Regions from separate parts of the Zea mays genome. Here region 1 is linked to region 2. A link is a contact called in public Hi-C data. All regions are on one chromosome and are shown on one strand. The core of a region is the stretch at or near the end of the contact, and the rest is flanking DNA. Distances in the headings are between cores, read along the strand shown. Region 1 holds the start of LOC100284281. Region 2 holds the start of LOC103640981 (protein STABILIZED1).

Evidence for each region. Hi-C and Micro-C count contacts between places; a contact is called where the count stands out from the background.
Region 1: a Hi-C map of tassel shows a contact between it and region 2, with 4 times the contacts expected there. The contact joins the promoter of LOC100284281 here to the promoter of LOC103640981 in region 2. A contact is called at or near these places in 3 of 25 Hi-C or Micro-C datasets (ear, endosperm and tassel).

What each region holds. Positions count from the first base shown.
Region 1 is chr10:28,097,274-28,104,435 of Zm-B73-REFERENCE-NAM-5.0, forward strand. It overlaps LOC100284281, which reads left to right and starts at 2,105. Exons shown (of 11, transcript NM_001157176.2): 1 at 2,105-2,193; 2 at 2,547-2,608; 3 at 2,748-2,825; 4 at 3,292-3,365; 5 at 3,464-3,593; 6 at 3,815-4,177; 7 at 4,254-4,375; 8 at 4,492-4,627; 9 at 4,730-4,775; 10 at 4,860-4,968; 11 at 5,071-5,553. The coding sequence starts at 2,606. The coding sequence ends at 5,155.
Region 2 is chr10:27,954,406-27,961,412 of Zm-B73-REFERENCE-NAM-5.0, forward strand. It overlaps LOC103640981 (protein STABILIZED1), which reads right to left and starts at 3,526. Exons shown (of 1, transcript XM_008664411.4): 1 at 393-3,526. The coding sequence starts at 3,405. The coding sequence ends at 535.

The DNA.
Region 1 (7,162 bases), core at 855-3,354, 140 kb after region 2:
GAGCACGGCTGATATATCAATTTTACACTCTGCAGAGGTTGTACAACTTTACCCACAAGCCGTGTATCCCCTCTAGCTTGGTCGACCAACCTCGTATTCACTTCCAAGGTGAATGGCTAGGGATCCACTGTGAGATTTTCACAAAATATACTTAGTACAAAGCTACCCTCTAAGGTTTCCACGTCAGTATTGGTGACCCTCTTAGTGAGGTACCTTAGCCAAGAATACCACCCCATGTTAATGTGATCTGCCACCAAACCACTGTCGTCCCCTCTTGCCCATATTTCAGGTAGGGTTGCTAAGCATAAAACACAATAAGTTAATTACCAAAGCTAGAGCCATGATAGCACTCGTGGTTGCACTGTTTTCTTATATGTCACTCCATGTTCCAATTAATACATATGATCTTGTTATCTCATGATCGCAACAATAACATAAACTTGGAACATTAATATCATTAAAGAGTGACATCATAGGGTTGAAGTTGTAGCAATAGTATAGCTACTTGATTAAATCATAACCCAGGGTAAACAAGGAAAAGTTTTGAAAAGGTTGGATACATCTAATTAGGTAACCCATCAAATTATGCATGAAATAAATGTAAACCTAGTAATCATGTGTTATTTGGGATCAAACAGAGTATGTGGGGGGGGATAGGTCCACTTGCCTTACTGATAGAAAACATGTGTTATTTGGGATCAAACAGAGTATGACAGAAACCTATAAGGTTTAGGTGTTACTGGCAAAATATCCCCATTGCGCTAGAATGTCAGACTATAATGATGTATCTGATCGATGAAGAATCTCTGATGGATTACGATCTTTGATGCACTTATGTTACACCATCATTTAAGTTGTAATGAATAAACGGTTGGAGCTAGAATATGTACTATTACAACTATAGTATCCCCTAAGTCCTGTGAAAGGACAAGTTATTTGCTTTGCAGAACTATGTATACATTGTGGTGTATGATAGAATGAAAGGTGTAGTTCCCTAGCCCCATCCATCCTCATTATTCCAGATAAATAATGAGACACATATTTTGAAGAAATATGTTTTAGTTATGAGTGATAACGACTTTGACGTGTCATCGTCAGGGGGAGTGAATGCTTAATATTGATAATAATTATGGGACATTGCATGTTATATTGTATGCCCCGAAGACGTCAGCTTGATGACCAATATGTAAACCTTTATGAAAGTTTCTATCAAATATGTAGATCCAGTCGATCGAACACCACCAATCAAAGTGGCTTGTTTGTGTTGATACGTGCACTTACCTCGTGTATCATAGAAGTGAGTTGATGTGAAGTTCCTAAAATAATCCTTGCAATGATATGAAATCCGTTTTCTAAATCTCTATGTGCATAAACTTCCAAAAGAAGATGTTTTGACATATTGATACATTTTTGCAAGGATCAGGGGGAGCTTGTTTCTAAATTTAGTCATTGTAGAAGATTCGATGGAATCTAGATCCTGAAGATCGAAATATGTCCTAATGACAACTGTTATACTCTTTTTCCCTCGATGAGTTTTCCTGAAGTTTCTCACATAAGGTTTTTAACGAGGCATGTGTTGGTCGCAGTATTTGCCCAAAGGAGAGTGTTAAGTAACCCTAGTTAAGATTATGTGGGCAAATACCGACTTTGCCCCTGATATGTCTCACGTCTCTATATAAAGAAACTCGTACACTCTCATAACAGAAGAGAAAGAGGGCTAAAGGTCCAACCTCACATTCTGTGTCTCATGTGTTCTCTGTTGTGCTTCTGCGAAAGGAGAAATGCCTTTCAAATCTTCTCACGACTAATCTAACGTATCACGTAGTTATTCAATACAAACAAGTCAACTTGAGAAAATGCAAGGAGACGCAAAGCGAGAGCCCGAATTGGTGACCAGGTGAGGTGCAAAGCGGGGAAAGCGAAAAGGACCCTCGCTTTGGAGTTTGGGCTTGGCAGCTTTGCCGGGCCACGACCAGATCCGCCGAATCCCAACCAGCTCCGCTTCCGCGTCGTCCAAACAAACACAATAAATAGTACTAAAATAAAAGGGAGCAAAAGTCGTATAAAGACACCGGGACCTCGTCGTCGCTTCCCCCCACTGATTCCGAGTCCATCTTTCCCCGCCGCCGGCCGTGATCCCTCCTCGCCGCTGACCGCCCCGCCTGCCCCGGCATTCTCCCGCTCCAGATCCAGGTACCCTCCTCTCATTCGGCTGCGCCCGCGCGTCGCGTCCTACTGTAATATAATAATCTCTCCGCTTTGTTAGCCCGCGCCGCCGGCGCCACCTGGGCTCGCGCCGAGCCGGAATCCGCCCGGTTGCCGGGTGCGTCTCGATGATCCCTGCGCTTGATATTTCCTTGCTTGCGCGGGGTGCTCGTTTTGGTTGTTTCATTCATTTTTGTTCGTTGCTGTGCCTGTGAGCCGTGGAACCCCAGGGTTCCTCCCTCTCCCGGATCCGGCTGGTTCGCGTGTGGCTCTGTTGTTAAATGCACTCGTTCGTTCGCTGTGATGTGGTCCTAAGCAACTTCTTTTACCGTGCTCAACAGGGCCCTCATAGAGCCTCCGCTCGATCTGCCCCCGGATCGGATTGGCCGCCGCGCATCTCATGGTGAGTTTGATTAGCTGCTGGTGCTACATCTATGAGCTTGCAAGTGCGTTTGGCACCTTGCTCGTTTGTTATGTGCACGTCAAGTAGTGTTGGAATAGTGCCTCCTGATTTTGATCTGTTTGATTGATCGGGCCAACAGGGTGAGGAAGCTGTCCACTTCAGCGTCGTCGACGCCAAGGACTGCAAACAGAGTGCCTTTGAAGTCGGCGATAAGACGGTGAGTGCGATGGAATGGATTAGCCTGTTCAGATTAGCTGCCTGGTGTTCCATGGTTCTTTAGACGTTTGCTCGGGGGTTGTTTCTTGTTTTATGCTTATGACTTTAAGGCTTGGAGCAAATGCTCGTGCTTTGTCCTGCCTATATGAAATAGCTGCTGCTCTTTTTATGAATGTGAACCTTTGTAAGAAGGATAGCCCGTTGAGTACCTTGTCACTTTCAAAAAGCACACATCATCTCAGCTAGACCTTTCTCTTTCTAGCAGAAAGGCAGGATATGCACAGTACATGATACTGTATGAGCTTCTTGTATCAGCTTGGAATTAACTAAGATGACAGGCTGCATAACCTAATTCCTTTGCTAATATGTAGTGACTTTAACCTTGCACTTTCAGTTATCAGCTGCTGCTTATTTTTCTGCGAAATATTCTGGATCTAAATTGTCCCAACATTCTCTTGCTTTTGCAGTATGTTATTTGTAGATCAGATGATGATTTGAAAACATCTGCTGTTAAAATTCACGACAAGCTCACTCAGACTTGGTATTGCATTTCATCGTTTCATTGGTCTGCTCTGCTTCCTTTGCACTCAACTTATTTGTACCTATTCATTCATATTTTTTTGTCTTGTTGCATTGCAGGCTCTCACCCACAATACTTGGGGAACAGCCACTTCTAACCAAGTCACAGTCTGTGATTCCTGTCAGTGATGAGAAGATATTAGTTATCGAGAAGGGTGTTCCCTTGAATGAGTCCATCTGGTTCCTTGAGGTATACACTAGCAAATTGATACAATGCTCTGTTTTGGATTTGAAATACTGTTCCTCTTTAGATATTTTGAATGCACCGGCAGCTTGCACAGGGTGCTTCCTAATTTGTTTCTGTTCCTACATATGTTAACAAATTTCTAGTCTCTTGTGTCAGACTTTTTCTTCTACACACCCATAACCTAACTAAGTGGACACACTACTGTTTTTTTTTCATTTATTCAGATAGACACCCCCTTTGTTAAGCAACAACGGAAAATCAAGGAAACAGAAGTTGTTTCTTGGAGCAAGGGAGTAATCGGCGTTGGCCAAAAACCAGTTGTGATTAGTGGTCCTTCTGGTGTTGGTAAAGGGACATTGATTGCAAAGTTGATGAAAGACTATCCATCGAAGTTTGGTTTTTCTGTTAGCCACACTACAAGATCTCCAAGGGAAAAGGAAATAGATGGTGTTCACTACCACTTCACAGAACGAATCAAGATAGAGAAAGATATAAGCGAGGGCAAATTTCTTGAATTCGCTCATGTTCATGGAAATGTGTATGGCACAAGTATCGAAGCAGTCGAATCTGTAACTGATGAGGGAAAGGTAAGATTAATACAATCTTTAATAAAACTTTCTGAAAGGTGAACTGCTTCATCTTTCCATTGCTTTTTCGTTGAAGAGGTGTATTCTCGACATTGATGTCCAAGGAGCTCGATCCGTGAGGGCTTCTTCTCTTGAAGCAATATTCATCTTTGTATGCCCTCCATCGTTCGAGGAACTAGAGAAGCGCCTTCGGGCACGGTATATTTGTAGTTCATGAAATATAGTGTTTGGATAACAATATGTGATGTTTGTCTCATTCTTAACCATAATTGGATGACATGCTTGATTTATTCTCTGGTAAATTGGTCATACAGGGGTACTGAAACAGAGGAGCAAATCCAGAAACGACTCAGAAATGCTCAGGCTGAACTTGATCAGTCCAATGAACCAGGTCTCTTTCATCATCTTTTGGTCAACGATGACCTTGAGACATGCTATGAGAATTTGAAGGTAATTCACCCAGATCATTGGCTACCTTGCCTGGATTGTTTCAACGCAATACTTCAATTATGACATTAATCTTTTCTAAATAATTGTTGTTGTAACCTACAGAAGTTGCTTTCTCTGGATGATGACCAAGAAGATTCAGATGATTTTTGTAAGTTCAAGAAATATTTTTACTTCCACTGTGTACTGATGCTTCATTGTGTTTTTTCTGATGGTGGATCCCATTATCCTTCAGTTAACAAGGAGGACAAAGAAACTGCAAGTTACTCTATCGTGTCCAAAACTGACTCAGAAATTTTGTTGCAATCTGAGACTAACGAAGGCAAAAATGGAGCCATACACTTGTATGTCATTGGCCCAATATTCTTTTTACAGAATTCCTTGCTATTAGTATTTGCTGTTGAATTCGTGCTTAAACTTGTTTATGTATATGAATTTCTCTGCAGGCTGGCACTTGATTTGTCGTCTCTCTCAGGCGGTGCGCCTGGACGAACAAGGGGCCTTAAGATTGGCTCAGTTAACTCCTTTTGACAAGGGCTTATATTGGCGTTTTAGATGACCCAAAGCATTCTTCAAAATGATACAGCAGAAGCACTGACTTGAATTTTGGATCAATTCCCATGAGCTGATATCTTCAAAAACATCTTAGTTAGGAAAAAGAAGGAAACGAAAATGGAATTTATTTCCATTTGTTATTTGTTTGGGTGCCACAAGGAGGCAAAATCATAGCAAGGAATTGTACCTTATTTTTTTTAGGGATTGTGTACTTTTCTGCTGTTGAGAGGTATTTGGTGGTTGGATAATGTGATGGAGCCTATCTAAATGTTCTTTCATAGTGGTCTGAATAACATTGAGCTCATTGCTGGATTATGTTGTGATTCTTTCAACTCTTGGGTCATGTTGCACAGAACTAACTCGTAGTTCTGACCAAAGAGAAATGTTTTTTTATGTTAAGTACGCCCTGCCGTAAGCAAGTGTAAACTTTGGGGACAAATTGCTTTTCATGTATTTGAGTTTGATATTTGAAAATGGTACAAGTATGTTCCCAAACGTCACTTTGCGACTATGTTTACAAGCTCGGCCCTCTTGCTGGTCTGGTCCTCTCGCTGGCGTCGCCGCAGGCGTCACACGCCGCTTCATCGGACACCGTCCAGACCGGCGGAGCCTCCGATGCCTCTGCCGGCCCTAGCGCGAGTTGCGAGTGCGCTTTGGCGTGGGGCAGCGGTCGGAGTGCGATGGCGATCGCGAGCACGCCCGCCTTGGCTCGAGGCAGCGATCGGACGGCGAGGACGATGGCGCGTCGCATATTCACATTGTACCTACGAGAGGGCCTTCTTGAAGAAAGGGAAGACAGGTATGCTTTCACCTCAATCCCTCACTGATCTGTCATTCTGTCTTCTGAATTAAGACTTAGCTCCAGATTAGCAGCATTTACCGGTCACCAGTTATTTCTTCCCTGTTACCCTTTTCCAGATCTATTTTTTAGTCTGAATTCAAATAACCAATATTGCCGTTCAAGTTGAGAAAATATCGTTCTCTTTGTCTCTAATAGCTGCATGTGTGGACATCATTAAGACGTGTCACAAACATGATGCACCTGTGACCTGACACAACTAGAATAAGAATGAAACTTGAGCATCATGGTTCGAATTCCATTCACATCAACTGGAAATATATTTAGCTCATCATCTGTAAAGAAGTACTGGCATGTATTTAACATGAGACTTTCAAAAGAACGGCATACAAGAGGCTGCAGGATCACTGCAAATCAACATTGCTCAGAAGTCAGGCCGGTTGGTCTTGGAATAGCAAAGGGGCCCTGGCAGCAAAGCGAATTTAGATATGTTAGGGGGTGTTTGGTTCCTTTAGTCATACTCCTAACTTTAGTAACTAAATTTTAGTCCCTAAAAATTCTTTTTGGGAGAACACATTTAGTCTTACCGTTTGGTAGTTTGGGGATTAAAAGTGACTAAATTTTAGTCAACTAAAGTTTAGGAGGTGGAAACCAGATAGCCCCTTCATCACTATTTTGATTTGCTTAGGTCAGTTACGGATTCTGATCAGCATATTTATCTTGAATTCTTGTGCAAAATCGACAACCAAGAGTATTTTCTAAATTTTACTCCGTAGACTATAAGGGTGATTCATGCAACCAAAGTCAAGGTTTAGCTATAGATTCCTTTTATTCTAGCCATGAGAAAACCGTTGTAAACTATGAGAAAGCTGAAAACTATTTGGTTGTATCAATTATAGAGCATGACGACATGACAACCTAGCAGAAGGCGACACCGTCCGAGAGGACCAGGGGGCGGTATGTAAGTAGAGGGACTCTAACTCTCATCAAGAGGATGACACTATGAGTTGGGGCAATTTTTCTGTTTATTTCCTCAAACACTACACAATGCCATAACCATCTAAGGGTTGGAGACCCATATTTATAGCCCTAGAGGCTGCACTACCACACCCTTCTCACACACACTACACAACAGGATTGTCCTCTAGATGCTAAAGAGACTACAGAGGACAGTCAAAAGCGAC
Region 2 (7,007 bases), core at 2,276-4,775:
GTTATTTACATTATCTCTTTTATATAACACAATCATTTATATAACACAAGCAGATGTAAGTTGTGGTGGTAAGCTGCTTGGAGTGAAGAACTTGGGTTCGAATCTTGGCGCACAGCGGAGGAGGACGGCGTACGAAGAAGCTCACGTTGTAAACACGCTTTAAAGGAGTAGTGACTATTGAGCAAATATTCCAAATTATTTATTTTAAATATCTGAAACTTAACTTTTGGGAACAAAAGTAGTCTAATATGACTGCACGCGATAGGTTGAAGCAGAGCATGCAAGTTTCTGTTGTTTGATTCTCAGATAGTTTCATATTATGCAGATATCAGAACTAGCTAATATTTCGTTCTAAAAAAGATTTGGTTATGCCATATCACCTACAAAGTTGCTCAGCGGAAAGAGTATGTACCATCCCTTTTTAGTAAAGTGGAGCAAAAAGCAAGAATCAACAACAGATTTAAAGATGCAGACTTGCTGAGTAAATTGTAAGCCACAAAATATGTTCACCAAACAACTTATAAAAAAGAGAGTCTAGGCTCCTCCCGGATTGGCGTTTTCTTCTACATCAAGCACGACAACAGCTTTCTTCAGAAGAGCCTCAACAGGCAGGTGTGAGTTTTCAACAGCCTTGGTTATTGCTTGCCATTTTTCGCCATGCTTTGGTTCTGCTGCAACACATCTTTTCAGAACATCCTTTTGTGTGTCCACATTTCCATGCTGAAGTTCAAATTTGTAGTACAATGCCCAAAAATCACCAATATCAGGAGCAAGAGTAACAGCCCTGTTTAACCAACTCCTAGCCTTATCAACCTTCCTGTCAAGCCAGAAAAGTTTGGCCACAGTTGCAATGACATGTGGATCATGATCACTTCGCTTAATAGCATCTGTGCTCTTTCCTTTACGCTGTGGGCGTGGTGCCATCTCAATAGCTGCAGCCCACAAAATACCACTTGTTGGACACTCTTGCAATGCCTTGGCCAGTAGAGCATCGGCTTCCTTTTTGTTCCCATTCCTCAATTCAGCTCGAATTGCCGCTAGCCAGAGTTCAGGTGTAGCAGGGTTCTTCTTTCTAGCCATTGTGAGAACAGCACGTGATTTACTCAAGCCACTAATCTTCTCCTCTAGGGTAGCTAGAGAGAGCCAAAGAGGGATGCAACTAGGGCACTGCTTCAGGCCATTCTCAAAAACCTCCTTGGCCTTCGCTCCATTACCAAGCCGGTCTTCCATCTGTCCATGCATTAACCACAATTTGAAGAATGCAGGGAATAGCTTCAAACCTTCCTCCAACAATCTCCTTTCCTCACCAACATTCCCCAATTCCCTCTCAACAATGGCAGATTTCATCCAAACCCTCTCTGTCCCTCCTCTTTCCCTGGCCTTGGCCAAGAGCATTCTTGCTCTCTCCGGCTCATTGTTCTCAAACTCGAGCTTGAATGCAGCCAGCCAGATCTCTTCTGAATTGGGGATAGCAGCATAAGCTTCCTGAAGAATTGCACGAGCAGCAGGCACATCTCCAGCCAACCATTTCTCCTTTGCAGCCATAAGCCACAATACTTCAGCTCGTGGATTGTAGTTAACAGCCTTCTTGAGGAGCGCATCAAGTGACTCCCTAGTCCCATGGCTCTTCTCAAGTTGTGCTGCTTTCAGCCAAATACTCTTCTTAGTAAGGAACACAGTAAGCGCATGTGCATAGATGGCGCGTGCTGTTTCAATTGAACCACGCTTCTTGCATTCCTCAGCATCAGCAACCCACGTGCGCTTCCGATCCTCATCATCAACACCAATGCCTATAGTGTTCTTCACAATAGCCTGGCAAGTCAAAACAGATCCAGCACGCTCCGCGGCTTCTGCTTCCTTCAACCATGCTTCCCTATCAATATCCATTCCTTCTCTCTGTAGAGATCTGATACCTCTCTCAATCACCTTGTTAACTGATTGTGTGTTCCCATTAGCCTCCTCTAGCTTTGCAGCTGTAATCCAAATGGCAGGCTCCTTGGGGAGCTTCTCCCTGGCCTTGTTAAGTACTTTCCTTGCTTGGTCATAGGTCTCCAGCCTTGCAAGGGCAAGCCAAAGTTCCACATGCAACGGGCAACACTCCACAGCCCTGTGAAGCAACAACCTTGCATCCTCTTCATTTGCAAGCTCAACTACAGCCTTCCATAGCCGGACTGAATCAGGAATGTGCTCCAGCCCTTTCCTCAAAACCCTGCTCTTATTCAGATCACTGCTCTCCAATTTTGCTGCCTGCAACCATAGCTTCACAGAATTTGGAATTGACATCACACCACGGGCAATTACAGCCTTTGCCTCATCTGGACTGGCCAAACGGCATGCTTCAAGCCACACATCTTCGTTCTTGGGGCACTCTTCACAGCCACGCTGGATAAGCTGTCGAGCAATCTGAAGCTTGCCAGCAATCTCTTCGAGCCTAGAAGCGGCAATCCAACCGGGGGGATGCTTAGGATTTGTCTGCGTCACTGACTTGAGCAATAGACGCGCCTTCTTGATGTCAGAAATCTCAGCATCACTAGTAATCTTCATGCTTTTCAGGTCTGTCAAATACCCTTTCGGATCAACTACAGTGAGCCCAGAAACTGAATCTGACAGCCTATCTAACTTGAGCGAGAGCACAGTGCCACGACCCTCGCCAACAGCCGTCAGATCAGTAACAGGAGTCTGTGCCCATGGCGTCTCTGTGCCACCAGCCGCACGGCTCTTAGGGTCAAGAGCTGTGACATGCTCCTGCTCCTGCCGAGCCTTCTCAAGCAGGGTGTCCGGCACGGGCACGAAGCTCTCAAACCGCTTCTTCTTGTTGCGCAGCGAGTAGTCCCCAATTTCCGGTATGCTCTCCCATTCCTGCGCGGACAGATCAGCCAGCTTCCTCTTGAGATCAGCAAACTGCTCGGTGATTTTAGGGTTTGACGCGCGGTACTTCTCAATCTCCTGCTTGAGGCGCGCCTCGCGGCGATCCTTGCGGCGCGAGTCCATCCTCTGGTCGATGCTCTCCCACACAGCATCCGCCTCGCGGTCGTCGTCGTCGTAATCGGCGTTGGAGAAGAGACCGGCGTCGTTGCCCTCGAACTCGTCGAACTTCTGGTTCTCGTCGTATCCCTTCTCCTCGTCGCCGCCGTCGTCGTCGCCGTCATCCTCGCCGGGAGGCTTCCCGCGGCCGCGGCCGACGGCAGGGCCGGCGGCGGCGGCCGAGCGGTCGGGTAGGTCGGGCGCGGCCCGGGCCGGCCCGATATCCGAGCGGGTGGTGAAGCCGGTTGCGCCACGGCCGAGCCCCGCGACGTAGTTGGCCGGCGGCTTCGAGTTGAGGAAGTCGTACCGCACGGGGCGAGCGGCCGGCGGCGGCGGGAGAGGCGGCGGTGTAGGTGTAGGGGTCGGAGTGGTGCCGGACATGACGCTAATCGGGTAGGATTGAGAGACGAGGAGCGTGGGGCGTCTCCGTCGGCTGCGAGTTTGGGACGAATTGGTGGAAGAATTTAGTGATGAGTTTGGTTGCCTGGCTCAACTCAGGACCAGACCTATTTGAAACAGACACATCATGTTTAGTTGCATGGCTCAACTCGGGAGCCTAGCTTGAGACGGGTCAGCTGACTCCGTGATCTGGCCTGATCAAAATGAAGATAACTCGTTTCGCTGGCCGGTCAGATCTGTGCTGGCCCGGTAAAAATATGCTAGCCATGTGTAATGTCTTTGTGGTTTTATTCTAAGAAAAATTGTAATCTACAGTGATGTTTTTTTTGTTATCAGCCTTATAATCTGAGAAAAATTGTACTCTGCAGTGATGTCTTGAAACTGTATAATTTTTTTCATGCTGAGAGAAATTGTGATATGCAGTGATATTGTTTTACTTTCTGCTTTGAAACTTAATTATTTTTTATATGCTGAGAAAACTGGTCCTATGCTATGATGCCATTTCATTATCTCTTCTTATGACTTCAATTTTATAAATGTCTTATCAATTGTATATAGACTATGGAAGTTGAGCTAGTTGTTGCTGGTAGTACCTCAAGGACTGCCGTGCGCTGGACCCCTATGATATCAGCTTTTATCCTTAGGAAGTTTGCGGACTTGGTTGGGCAAGGAGTAAAAACGGATAAAGGGTTCAAAGAGGTCCATGTCAACTCTGTTGCTAAAGCACTGACTGAATTCAGTGGCCAAGAAGTCACAGAAACCCAGGTCTACAATCATTTGAGGAAGTGGCGTCAAAAATGGATCAGGGTTTATAGGCTCAAGGACCTAAGCGGTGCTGATTGGGATGAGAATACAATCACAATCATCCTTGATGATGAGCACTTGCTGGGCCATACAAAAGAAAACCCAAAGGATGTTGAATTCCTCAATGTGCCAATTGAAAACTATGTGCAAATGAAAATTATATTTGGAGCTGGGCAGGCTACTGGCAGGTATGCCATGGCCTCAAATGAGCCCATTTGCACCATCTCGAACATCACTGAAGGTGCTGGTGCATCTGAAGAACCATGTCTTGTTGGTACTACTGCTTCTGGTTTTGCTGGTGCCAGCCCTTCTCATAGTGGCTATGGTGCTGCTAGTTTCTCTGGATCCTCTGGAAAGAAAAGGAGACTTAGTGATGAAGAGATGGGGATTATGACATGACTTATTGGAGTTGTGAACAAATTGGTTGAAGTTGTCCAAGCACCTATTGTGGTCCAGACCACCGATGTCCACCCTGATTTATATCAAATTTGCATGAGTATTCGAGGTTTCACTGTTGCCTTGCCTACCTATTAGTCAACAAAAGGCAAGGTGATGGCTTTGTGAAGATGGAACCTAAACACTGTGTGCTTTGCATAAGGCAGCACCTTGCAAGGATTTGAGCAGACCAGTCTTATGCCTATGATGCCTAGTACCTTGCTCTATGCGTAATACTTTGATCTATGCCTAATACTTTGCTCTACGCCTATGATACTAGTCTGTGGATAATAACAACTTGTCTTATGCCTAAATCTAGAACTGTGGATGATAATTCAAGTTGTTTATTCATACAAATCTGAGGCAATTTATTGTATTACTCTCATGAGTTGATCAAGTGATTTTAATTAATAATGATTTCTGAGGCAAACTATAGTTCATACAATTATGGTTATGGTAAGTATGGTAGCATTTTTTGGATGTTACTGTTATGGTTCTTCTAGCAGAGCACATATGACATGATTTTCCTTGTGGTGGTCTATGTTTCCCTGAGGCAAACTATGCTAAAACAGTCAATTCATGTTGTTCAGATTTCTTCCTCTTTGCTTGAAATATATCTTTGCTTCAAATTTATTGTATCACTATTGTCGGCGTTTCAAGACCGGGGGGTCCCTGGACCGACGAGTAAATTGTCGCCGCGTGCCCCAGCCCAGATGGGTCGGCGCGAGACGGAGCGCGAAGGGGGGAGGCAGTCGGAGGGAGACGGGCGTGAGAGGTGGAATCCCGCGGCCTTCGTGTTTGTCCCACGCCCAGGTCGGGTGCGCTTGCAGTAGGGGGTTACAAGCGTCCACGCGGGAGGGAGCGAGCGGCCTCACGCGAGCGCCGTCCCGTCCTTCCCCGCGCGGCCAACCCTCTGTAAGAGGGCCCTGGTCCTTCCTTTTATAGGCGCAAGGAGAGGATCCAGGTGTACAATGGGGGGTGTAGCAGTGTGCTAACGTGTCTAGCGCAGGAGAGCTAGCGCCCTAAGTACATGCCATCATGGCAGCCGGAGAGGTTTTGGCACCCGGTTCGTGTGGTGTCGTGGCCGTTGGAGGAGCGCTGGAGCCTGGCGGAAGGACAGCTGTCAGGGCTGTCGAGTCCTTGCTGACGTCCTCTTGCTTCCGTAAGGGGGCTGAGAGCCGCCGTCGTCATAGAGCGTGCGGGGCGCCATCATTACTTGTCTGGCGGAGCGAGCCAGATGGGACGCCGGTCTTATTCCCCGTAGCCTGAGTCAGCTTGGGGTAGGGTAATGATGGCGCCTCCTGTTGACGTGGTCGGTCTGTGCCCTGGGTTGGGCGATGTGGAGGCTCCTCCGAGGTCGAGGTCGAGTTTGTCTTCCAACGCCGGGGTCGAGTCCGAGCCCCTGGGTCGGGCGAGGCGGAGACCGTCGGCTGAGGCCAGGGCTGAGTCCGAGCCCTGGGGTCGGGCGAAGCGGAGTTCGTCGTCTTCCGGGGCTGAGCCCGAGTCCAAGCCCTGGGGTCGGGCGAAGCGGAGTTCGTCGTCTTCCGGGGCTGAGCCCGAGTCCGAGCCCTGGGGTCGGGCGGAGCGGAGTTCGTCGTCTGCCGGGGCTGAGCCCGAGTCCGAGCCCTGGGGTCGGGCGGAGCGGAGTTCGTCGTCTTCCAGGGCTGAGCCCGAGTCCGAGTCCTGAGGTCGGGCAGAGCGGAGTTCGTCGTCTTCCGGGGCTGAGCCTGAGTCTGAGCCCTGGGGTCGGACGAAGCGGAGTTCGTCGTCTTCCGGGGCTGAGCCCGAGTCCGAGCCCTGGGGTCGGGCGAAGCGGAGTTCGTCGTCTTCCGGGGCTGAGCCTGAGTCCGAGCCCTGGGGTCGGGCGAAGCGGAGTTTCCTATGGCGCCTGAGGTCGGGCCTGGCTGCTGTCAGCCTCACTCTGTCGAGTGGCACAGCAGTCGGAGCGGCGCAGGCGGCGCTGTCCTCTTGTCAGACCGGTCAGTGGAGCGGCGAAATGACTGCGGTCACTTCGGCTCTGTCGACTGGAGGGCGTGCGTCAGGATAAAGGTGTCAGGCCACCTTTGCATTAAATGCCCCTGCGATTTGGTCGGTTGGCGTGGCGATTTGGCCAAGGTTGCTTCTCGGTGAAGACTGGGCCTTGGGCGAGCCGAAGGTGTGTCCGTTGCTGGAGGGGGGCCTCGGGCGAGACGTAGATCCTTCGGGGTCAGCTGCCCTTGCCCGAGGCTGGGCTCGGGCGAGGCGTGATCTCGTCCTTCGAATGGACTGATCCTTGACTTAGTCGCACCCATCAGGCCTTTGCAGCTTTGTGCTGATGGGGGTTACCAGCAGAGATTTAGGAGCCT